Linked DNA regions of Rattus norvegicus: region 2 is linked to region 1. A link is a contact called in public Hi-C data. All regions are on one chromosome and are shown on one strand. The core of a region is the stretch at or near the end of the contact, and the rest is flanking DNA. Distances in the headings are between cores, read along the strand shown. Region 1 has its middle 35 kb from the start of Cgrrf1. Region 2 overlaps Samd4a (sterile alpha motif domain containing 4A).

Region 1 (5,139 bases), core at 832-3,331:
CATTGATTGATTGATTGATTGATTGATTGATTGATATATTGTATTTCAAGACAGGGTTTCTCTATGCATTCCTCTCTGTCCTGGAACACGCTAGGTAGACTAGCCTGGTCTTGAACTCATAGATCTGCCTGCCTCTGCCTCCTGAGTGCTGGGATTAAAGGCCTGTGCCACCAGCACTCGGCCCTATTTTTATCTCTTAAAGCTACTTTTGACTAAAATATATCAGTGACTTCTTTTACCAAGGGAAAAAAAAATTCCAAATCCTACCTGATCTCTTGTAGATCCTTACCTCCGTTATCCTGCAGGCTTGTCCCCTCTGTTCTCTCTCCTTCACACCACATTCCAGCTATGCAGGGACCATTTCCATGTCCTCAAGCTCAGAATGACCCATACATGCTGTTCCTTCTTTCTGGCTAACACCTAACTGTCTCTCAGGTCTGGCTTCTGTCAGTTCTGGAACGTTGTGTCCCCTGTCCTTCCCTAAGATTCCCTGCGTAAGCTCCTCTCTGCACTTAGCACTTTATGTCTCGTGTGCTTGTTTAGGCCTCGGTGTCCTAACACACTAGAGCCGCTCGGGACAGGATCTGGCTCGGTTCTCTGTTCATTCATTGCTCTGCACAGAGCCCACCATTCAACAAGTATCTGTTGAATGAGTGAGCGCATCGTAAGAAGGAGCCTTGGGAACTCTTGCAGTAATTTTAATGGAGTGATACGACCAGGTTTGCATCTTAGGAATCTGAGCATGAAGGTGGCTCAAGGTATGACACGAGGGAAAGAATTAGGACTCATGATTATTTTTATCTGCACAGAATCTTGAATTTTACCAGTGTCGAATTGGCTGTGGAGATCTATATCTATATCTAATCTATATCTATATCTATATCTATATCTATATCTATCTATTATGTATATATATATTATATATATATATATCCTGGCAGAAGAGTTTAGTGTTTGAGTGTTTGAAGTGGGGGAGTTTGAGGATGAGAAGATTAAGGCTCTAAACATTTCATCGCTGACCCTGTAATGAGTGGTCTAATTTACGAACTGCCTTATTTAAGGATAATTATCTTAAAGACACCGTGTGCTTCTGGCTTGGCAGAGGAAGTGACTGCGAACTGGGAGCGAATGTCCATTGCTTTGGCTTGAGTATGGTTTGAGTAGCTCCCAACGTGTTCAAATTTAAGCCCCCAAAGGAAGGCTTTCAACGGACAGGGACTTAATCCAACTACGATATTTAAAGGTGGGGCCTTTGGAAAGGATTAGGACTCAAGAAAGTCATCAAGATGAATCCCTCCTGGTGGAATTGTGGTGGCTTTCTAAGAGAGGTAGGAAAAAAGATCAGAGGAGACACACACACACACACACACACACACACACACACACACACACACACACGCCCAGCCTTATACCATGTGATGTTGTGATGTATGTGCTGACTGGATGCTCACCAAAGCCGCCATCGGATGTGAGCCCTCAGAACTTTAGAAGCTGTGGGCTAAAATATTTTTTTACCCCCTACAGGTTTATTGCAGTGACAATAACAACAACAGAAGGACTGCTGCATACACTTCCCCATTTAACTGTTGGCCCTGGTGGTCAGGTTCTGTCCTATTTGTGTCTACATTTATTTACTCGGTCTTTCCATAACCCATCTATTGATTCATCAGATACTATACTTTGACCTATCAGCTGCTTTTGGAAGAGGACAAGATACCAGAGGCCTTTGCCCTCCTGAAACTCACTTGGGTAGATAGGAGGTAAAGGGAGATAATTATCTGAAACAATTATCTGAAACTATCATAAACTAATTAAACAGCAAATGAAAAAGAGAGGTAACACCATTGTGTGTTTCATGCTATGAGGGGAACAGTTGGGGCAACTACAGTCGCAGTGGTACCAGGGAAAGCCTTTCTGAAATCACTGAGCTCTGAGTGTTTAGAGACAATGTCCTTATAAGAGACAGGGCACAGTGGTTTGCATGAAGGACAGACAGCCTGAAGACCCAAGGGAAGAAAGCACTGTGCGGTGGTAAGAACAGAGAAGAGGCCCATGTGACTGAAACCAAACGAACAGGAAGGAACAGCGTGGCTCTGGGCGGGCTCTACAGGCTGGCCCTGAACACGGGCAGGGGTGAGTGGGAGGAGTCTCCTCTACAGTGGGAAGGCGGGAGATCAGGGGGATGATGTACTTTGCGTTACACATTAGAAGCCTGAGGGAGGGAGATATTTGGGGAAGAGAAGAGAAGCAGGTTAAGAGTTCAGTCTTAGATGTTTTACACACGAGAGGTAATGTTTAGCCTGTTTCGTTTGCTTTGTTCAATTTGTTGACAATCCAGGCACTTCATCTACGTTTGTCTTACAGGAATTCGGCAGATAGATACCATGTACAGGACTGGGTCAGGTCCCGTGAGGAAGAATAGAAATCAGATAGGTTTTCTAAGCATTAAATGCTCTGCACTGTGCCATTGGTTAAACTTATTTTTCTGTACCAAGTCTACTCTTTCCCTTTCTTTTTTTCTCTTATGGGTCTGGTATTTTGTATGTGTGTGCATGTTTGCACGTGTGTGGGCACACGAGTGTAGGAGTGAATGTGTATGGAGGCTGGACACTGATGGGGAGAACCACTGCTCACTCTTCCACTGCACTCAACGAGGCAGGGTCTCTTAGTCAATCCAGAGCTTGCCCATATGGCCAGACTACTACTCTCCCTCGTCAGATTACTGTCTCCGCCTTCCAGGGTTGGAATTGTGCCTTAACCTCTGTGCCATCTCCCCAGCATCCATTTCAAGCTGTCTAACCTGGGCTACATGATTCTGAAGCTAGGACTCAGGCAACAGCATGTATGCAGTGCCAGCTACCTCTGTGAGGCTTCCAAAAACAGAGCAATTGCAGAAGACAGGAAGGGAGAGAGGATTTCCCCCTTCTTAGTTCCGTTTCCTGTTGTCCCGGTAGAGTATCCTGACAAAAGCAACTTCATGGAGAAAGGGTTTATTTTAGTTCACAATGTGAAGTTTGTTATAGCAGAGAAGCCAAGGCTGCAGGGACTAGAAGCCCCTAGTCACATTCAGTTCAGCGTGCAGAGAAAAGGATACACGCCCGCCTACCGGCACCCACCAGCTCTCTCTCGTTTTCCCATCAGTCCAGGGTCCAGTCTATGAAATGTCCACCTCAATCAACCCAATCAAGGTACCTACGTCCCACAGACCAACCTGACCAAGAGCACATCCCACTGAGACTCTCCTCCCAGGTAGTTCAAGACTTCATCAAATTGACAGTTAAAACCAGCCACCACCAAGTCACCCCCAGCCTCTCTGTCACCTTCACTTCTAGAAGCAGCATCAACTGGGTCTGGAGGACAGATTTTCCCATCTCCCCCTAAGAAGTCCACAATCCCCCTCACCTACCCAACCCAGCAGCAAACTTCCTTCCGGTTGGAGATGTGACCATTTCATTCCGTAGAGACATTCGTCGAACTTCTACATCCCCATAAGGGCAGCTGCTTTGTTCTCTCAGCTCGATGGCTGGTCGCTGCTTCCTGGGACTGTTCCCAGTTTCCAGATAATGGTTCCATATTCATAATCTCTGACAAGGATCATGCCTCTTGGCTGGATTTCAGTCAATGTAATTAGATGTGATCTCATAGAATCCTGAGAGAATTTACTGTGGTAGACAGAAAACTGAGACGAGATAGGGTAAACAATTAGCTCCTAACGCATAGCTATTTGGTGGGGGAATCGGAATTTGAACTGAGTTCACTTTTGTCTGAGGCATGGGCTCCTAGATGTCCCCAGCCTTTTGACTTAGTCACTCCACCTTGGCTTCTGCAAAGGTCATGCTCAAGAACCGCATAATCAGGTTACAAATAGGGATCAACACACACACACACACACACACACACACACACACACACATACACACATACACACACACGTTGTAAGTACATTTTAGGATCCTGTGCTAAGCGGCATTCAGGATTCCCTGGGATACCTGTGACCTGGGGACAACAGGTTAAACACACCCGTGCATCTAAACACCAGCAGCCTTTCTATGATGCCCGAACTATACATACATGTTGTGCTCCAACATGAAACTGTATGCACCATTTCCAAACTCCTTTTTATAGCTTTAATTTGTAACCTCAAAATACATGTCTGGCAACACCACCACCACCACCACCACCACCACCACCACCACCACCACCACCACCACAAGGCTTGGTGGCTTCTAGACAAGTAATTGCAGGAGTCACCACATCCTGTACTTAGCAGAAGAGTCCCAGTGAGCATTAGCCTAACAAAGGCTTGGAAAATCTTGCAAAAAAAAATGTCTAATATGGACTGGAGCAGTCTCTCAAACTCTCTGATGAGGAATACCTCAACAATGGGGCTGCCATGGTTTACGTGTCGCATCCCCGAAGTTCCAAGTGCTGGAAGCTTGTTCTTCAACCTGACACCACTAGAGCTATGAAACCTTTCAAAGGTAGGACCTGCAGGTTGAGGGGATGGCTCAGTGGTTAGAGCAGTTGGCTTGCAAGCACAAGGACCTGAGTTCAGATCCCCAGTAACACTGTTCATGCCAGGTGGGTGCCGCAGCCTGTCTTAGAAAGCAAACATGGGGTTGAAGGAGTAGCTCGCTCACCTGAGGTGAACAGATTGGCTATTGACGGAGGAAAACTCCTGATGTCTGCCTCAGACCTCAACACATACCTGTACACACACACACACACACACACACACACACAAGCATTCTTGCAACATATCATACAAACATAAACTGGGAAAGAGGAGATTTTTAAAAGATTGTTTTTTTAAAGAAAAGCAAAAAAAAATGGTGGGTCCCAACAGGAAGTCTTCAGGCCATCTGAGTTGAGGTGCTCTTGGCAAGACAGTAGGGCTCTGACCTGTTCCTTTTACTTCCTGGTCAAGAGAAAACTGTTTTTGTCCTGCTTTAAGCTTTGCTGTGAGGGGCTACCTCACCACAATCCCAAAGCCATGGAATGGAGCCGATCAGTCACGGGCAGAGATCCCCGAAACTGTGAACCAAGGCAAACCTTTCCTTCTGGGAAGTTCGTCGTGTCATATTTGTCATATTATCTGTTATAACAACAGACGTCTATAAGAAGGATCGATTGTCATTA
Region 2 (5,139 bases), core at 1,623-4,122, 210 kb after region 1:
GATGCCAGCAAAACTCAGGGGCTCTGAGAGGACCTGAGCGGGCTCTTCTATCAGTACCTTAAGTGGTAGTGTAATGCCTTTCTCCCTTCTAGCTGCAGACAAGCTAATTATAGTTGGTGGCAGGGTGAACAGCCCAGTGCTTGTCTATTTTGGTCTGAGCTGCAGTCTAATAGCGGGGCAGGACCATTCTTGATTTTTTTTTCATCGTAGCTCAGCTCCTTGGATGCCGTCAAAAACCAGCCTGGTCACACTTGAGAACGTGTCACCTTAACGTGGCTGGGGCATGGGAAGTCTGAAGTGAAGGTTACGTTGTTGTCGTAGAAATGTCGGACGGGGGGGGGGGGCGGGGGGCTGGCTCAAGCACGAGAGGATTGGAGAATGTGATCATGCCCATATCCTACAGAGAACCGCCATTTTGTTACATCCCCAAACGTAAACAGATTAAATATTCATTTCTCCCCTGCACCTAACAGGTTCCGAAATTCATTTCTTAGTGCCTGTCCGGAAGCTGTGCTGTTAAATTGGGGGTGGGGGTGGGGGCTCATTTGCATAAGTATGCCTTACCGCTTGAAGGAAATAAGGCCAGCTGGAGTTTGTGAAATGTGACAGATTTACTTAAAAATTAAGATGCTATCACATTCTACTACGAGGCACTGTTATTTATTATGCAAACATTTAGTTAGCCCAGTGGTTTCTGAGCACTAAAAATATATTCGTTCATTCCAGCTTCACAACAGCCCTATGAAGCAGAATTGCTATTATTAACCTTAGTTTACAGATAAATGGATAGGCAGAGGCGCCCAGGACGTGGAGCAAGCTAGCCAGTGTTGGGCACCAAATCAGCGCTCCTCACCACCGCAGAGCCAGGCGACCGCTCTGGTCGCAGCCTGATGTATAGAGAGGATAGGCCTACTCCGATGGGCTGCAGGTCAGTTTTGCATCAGCTGCCTGGATGCAAAACAAGACCCGCTCCTCAACTGCCTTGGGCTGCCACTGCCACCAAGCTCTCCCATTTCTGTGGGTGATAAATACTCCCACTCCCAGGCGAGGTGGTCTCCAGATCCAGTTGCCCTACCAGACAGACCCTAGAGGAAGTCATTCTGAAGTAGAAATTGAAGATATGGCTTTTAAGCTCCTCTCACCAGCAGCTCATCCCCTGCCTCTGTCTGCCTTGTGGGAGAAGCCTGATCAGGGCTTGAGCCTTTACAGACTTATCAGCCCATGCTAGCTAGGTCGGGGCTAGCCTGAGGTCTGCCACATCTGAGTCTTTTTATTGACTAGATAAGAATGAATTCATCGACCAGTTATGGATGTGCAAAAAGGTGGTGCCAAACCCATGAAACACATTCTGTTCCCTGCACCACCTCGGGGATATTTTTACACTGTTAATTTGTTTTTGAAAAACAGTTTCTCCCATACAAGAGTAACCGCAGGCAAGCCCCTGCTTTAAATTATCTCTCAAATCCCAAATTAATTGCTTCTTACTAATGTTATTTTTATCAAAGACTTTCCATGCGTTTCAAGGAAAGGAAATCAGTTAGACTCATAAAGGGGAGAAGGTGAGGCATCCGGGGCTCGGGGGAGGGGGAGGGGAGCGGGTCTGAGGATGGGAGCTTCATTTGCTCTTTGGTTTTCCTTGGGAAGCAGAGCAATCTCCTTCCTTAAGCTGAGCGCTCCTAACTGACCTCAGAGTTCACTCCAGCTCCCAGCAGCAGCAGCAACTCTCTTGCCAAACCTGGCTTTGTAAAAGTAACCTTTTCAGGACCCCACAGCAGGACTCCACCACCAGGAAAAAGATGGCCTCTTAAATTCTGCCTCCACTGTGCTGTAACCACCACCACCCCAGACCCTGGAATATTCTGGGCTTTCCTCCCTTCTCCCAAACAGCTGAGTTAGGAATCTCAAGCTTCTCCATTCTTCAATGGCTGCCCCTAACAGAGCCCCTCTGCCCTTTATGTAGCTAGGAAATACAGTCTTGATCCAGGTCTGATTTTCTGGGTAGTCCCAGACACTTGGGTGGCTGAGACAGGATAGTTTGAGGCTAGCTTTCGTTACCTAGTGAGACCCTGTCTCAGAAAATTTTTTTACAAGCTACATTGTTGCTTTCGTGGAAGAACAAATCATTTTAGCACGACATTCATCCACTACTGTTTTGCCTTCTAAAAATCCAGCCAAAGAGGGAAGTGAGAAAAATCTATTCACACTAAATAAGGGGTTGGGGAGTCTTAGCAGATACTGATCGTCTATCTGCCAGGAGGCCCAAATTCTGACTTCCGAAGCCCGAGGACCAGTTCTTAACAGCTGAGAGCCGGAATCCCTACCTGCTGCTACTTTTTCAAGTTACCTCCCTGGCGTCTCTGGTTGCATGGAAGCACTCTTAGCTCGCCTCACCCTGATTTTCAGTCTTCAGTGAGGAAAGGGGAGATGAGATTAAACAAAGAGACCAAGAAGCCAAGAGAAGAAGAACCTCCTCTTCAGAATGGAATCTAGAACACCTTTCTTGGCCACAAAAGCCTGGAAGAAGATAGACTCCCTGGATTCCTTTCCTGAACCTTCTCTCCCTAAGAAATTTAGAAACTCTGGGAGTTTTTACACTGCCACCTCAAGCACCACCTCCCCCACACCCACACACAACCGGCTCTGGCTCAGGAAGTGACTGCTGTGAAGGGCCCCCTGGACCTCCACCGGCTAAGCTAAGTCAGCTCATCGACAGGGGCTCCTCACAAGCTTAGAGAAAACTCCCCAGCTTGGCAACCAAGCGACCCTGCTCCATCTAGTGGCCGTTGCCTGCAACGCATGTCCTCTCCACGCTCCCGAATAACTAAAGCTCCCTGACTCCCTTGGAAAGAATGCGCCGGTTCCTGAAGCCTCCCAGAAGCCCGGGGCTGGTGGAGGCTTCTCCGCTGAGCTCATCTGACCCCACTGGGAGCAGTCTCCTGTGTGGACCTGAAAAGCGAAGTCTTGCCAGCCCTGGTGAGGCCCGCCCTGCAGGAAAGGTCTGGGGAACGATGAGACCGGACTATCCTGGGTGTGTGTGAGTCAGCCACACACACCAGTGGCCTCTCATTTGGAGAAATATCACAATGGCCCACTTTCAAACAGCATATACTGTGCAAAACGCTGTCTCCTTGCCTCGGGGCTGGGCCTTAGGGGCTGAGGAAGACACACGCAGTCCTTTCTTACAGAGCTCATATTTCAATCGGGCCCTCCATCCAAGACTGCTCACCGACAACCTGATAAGAAATGAACCATGCTATAGGGGAAGAAGGAGAAGATTACAAACGGAATCAGATCCCATTCTGATACTGATTCGACTATTTTTGCTTTGTGGCTTCTTGAAAGGCGCCATGCCCTCATGCACAGACCCACAGGTTGGCTGAGACAAGAATAGGAGAACGCAGGAGAATGGTCTCCCCTTTTGGGTTCATATTTGAGTGCTGCCCCCTGCTGGCTGTGTGGCGATGTCAAAATTCTCAAGCGTTCTGGGTTTTTCTCTCTGTGAAGATTAGGAAGCTTACTTCCTAGGGTTGTCGTGTGGACTAAGAGTAGTGTGCAGGCTCCAACATCTAGCATGTGCTGTTGTTTTAGATATGAGGTACAGTTTCAATCATAGCCTATTATTGGCACCCCCAAGCCACTTAACTGTCAGTCCCAAAGAGGCCCCCACTGGCAGGCAGCCTGGGCTGTGTAGGGCTAGAGCATGCCTCTGGATCCCTTCTCTTTGCTTTCACAGTCGTGGCTTTGGACAGTCCAACTCCCTCCCGACGGCCAGCTCTGTGGGCAGTGGCATGGGTAGACGGAACCCACGACAGTACCAGATCGCATCTCGGAACGTCCCTTCTGCCCGCCTTGGTCTCTTGGGCACCAGTGGATTTGTCAGCTCCAACCAGCGCCACACTGCTGCCAACCCCACCATCATGAAACAAGGAAGACAGGTTTGTTCTGCTCTGGGGATCAGGGAGGTTGACAGAGCTCAGGGGTCGAGGCTTTAAGATGTCCCTAACCTGGACAGTCTCCAGATCGAAAGAGATGACCCCAAGGGATCTAAACCAGGGGGATAGCCGAGTCTATGCTTCCTAGGTAACCACTGTTGGTGTTGTTTCCCTGGAAACTGAAACCCCATGGCTGTTGCTTGGGAAAACTAGTTCTACATGGGCCTTTGTAGACAGGCATGAAAAGTCTACTTCTGCTTGATCTGTGCCCTGCCCCAACATACCATCACCTTCCCAGTCTGGTTGGGCATTTAATAAGCTTTCTTTGACCTTTTCCTCACAGTCCCAGATGCAATGGTGAGTTCACAGGACTGTTGGGGAGGCTGTCCCTTGCTGTAAGATTGACAGTGTTCTCTCTGTCCCCTGAGCCCAACCTTGTCTTTCCCTAAGTGTTCGTTCCCTAAACCCCATTGGGACTGGGGACACACAAGCAGGCCTGATGAAAGGCTGGCTTTAAAACAGAAAGGCTTCACCAGGAGGTGGCTGGTGGCATCCTCTCCCAATGGGAAGGACGTGTCTAAGAAACCCCCAACCCCCACCCCCACCCCCCCACCCCCGCTATCAGTTCTAGGCGAGGTCGCCGCAGGACACATGAGCTGCAATGACACAGGCCTGTTGCCAGTACTGAGTCCTCTTTTCTCCTCAGTAGAGAGTAAATTTGGGGAGTCTCAAAAAGAGCCTTAAACTCATTGTACTGTTTGCTATAAGCATTTCTAAGAACACACACACACACACACACACACACACACACACACACACACACACTCCCTTTAAGCAACAAATGCAGTAAAAAGGCTTCTGGAGATGGGGAGAAGGAAAAGGTGGCCAGGAGAAGCTCAAGCTTAAAGCAAGGCCTGGGGATGAGCATCAGATGGGCCGGTCTAAACCATCTCTAAGTCCACGGTGGGTAGCATGGCCCTTTCCAAAACTCTGCTGGGATACCCCTCTCCACTGGAACTCTGCTTCCCCGCTTCCCCTCAGGGTCTGGACTAACGCCCCCTCTTGTATGTCCCTCCCTAGAACCTCTGGTTTGCCAACCCTGGGGGCAGCAACAGCGTACCCAGCCGCACCCACAGCTCCGTCCAGAAGACCCGCTCGCTGCCCGTGCATACTTCCCCACAAAACATGCTGATGTTCCAGCAACCAG

What was found. Hi-C and Micro-C count contacts between places; a contact is called where the count stands out from the background.
Region 2: a Hi-C map of liver shows a contact between it and region 1, with 4 times the contacts expected there. The contact joins two enhancer-like sites. A contact is called at or near these places in 12 of 12 Hi-C or Micro-C datasets (the A7r5 cell line, the Rat2 cell line, Schwann cells and 7 more) and 1 of 1 datasets of contacts at active chromatin or transcription factors (oligodendrocytes).

Annotation. Positions count from the first base shown.
Region 1 is chr15:22,600,785-22,605,923 of GRCr8, forward strand. No RefSeq gene overlaps it. Among named protein-coding and RNA genes, the nearest start is that of Cgrrf1, 35 kb to the left of the region's middle. Within about 2 kb of position 2,082, at least 6 of the 93 cell types and tissues checked have an H3K27ac peak or open chromatin away from gene starts, as enhancers often do. A contact at or near this core is called in liver, where this site is marked.
Region 2 is chr15:22,809,614-22,814,752 of GRCr8, forward strand. Samd4a (sterile alpha motif domain containing 4A) reads left to right here. Exons shown (of 12, transcript NM_001399774.1): 9 at 3,734-3,935; 10 at 5,013-5,139. Among named protein-coding and RNA genes, the nearest start is that of Samd4a, 85 kb to the left of the region's middle. Within about 2 kb of position 2,873, at least 21 of the 93 cell types and tissues checked have an H3K27ac peak or open chromatin away from gene starts, as enhancers often do. A contact at or near this core is called in liver, where this site is marked.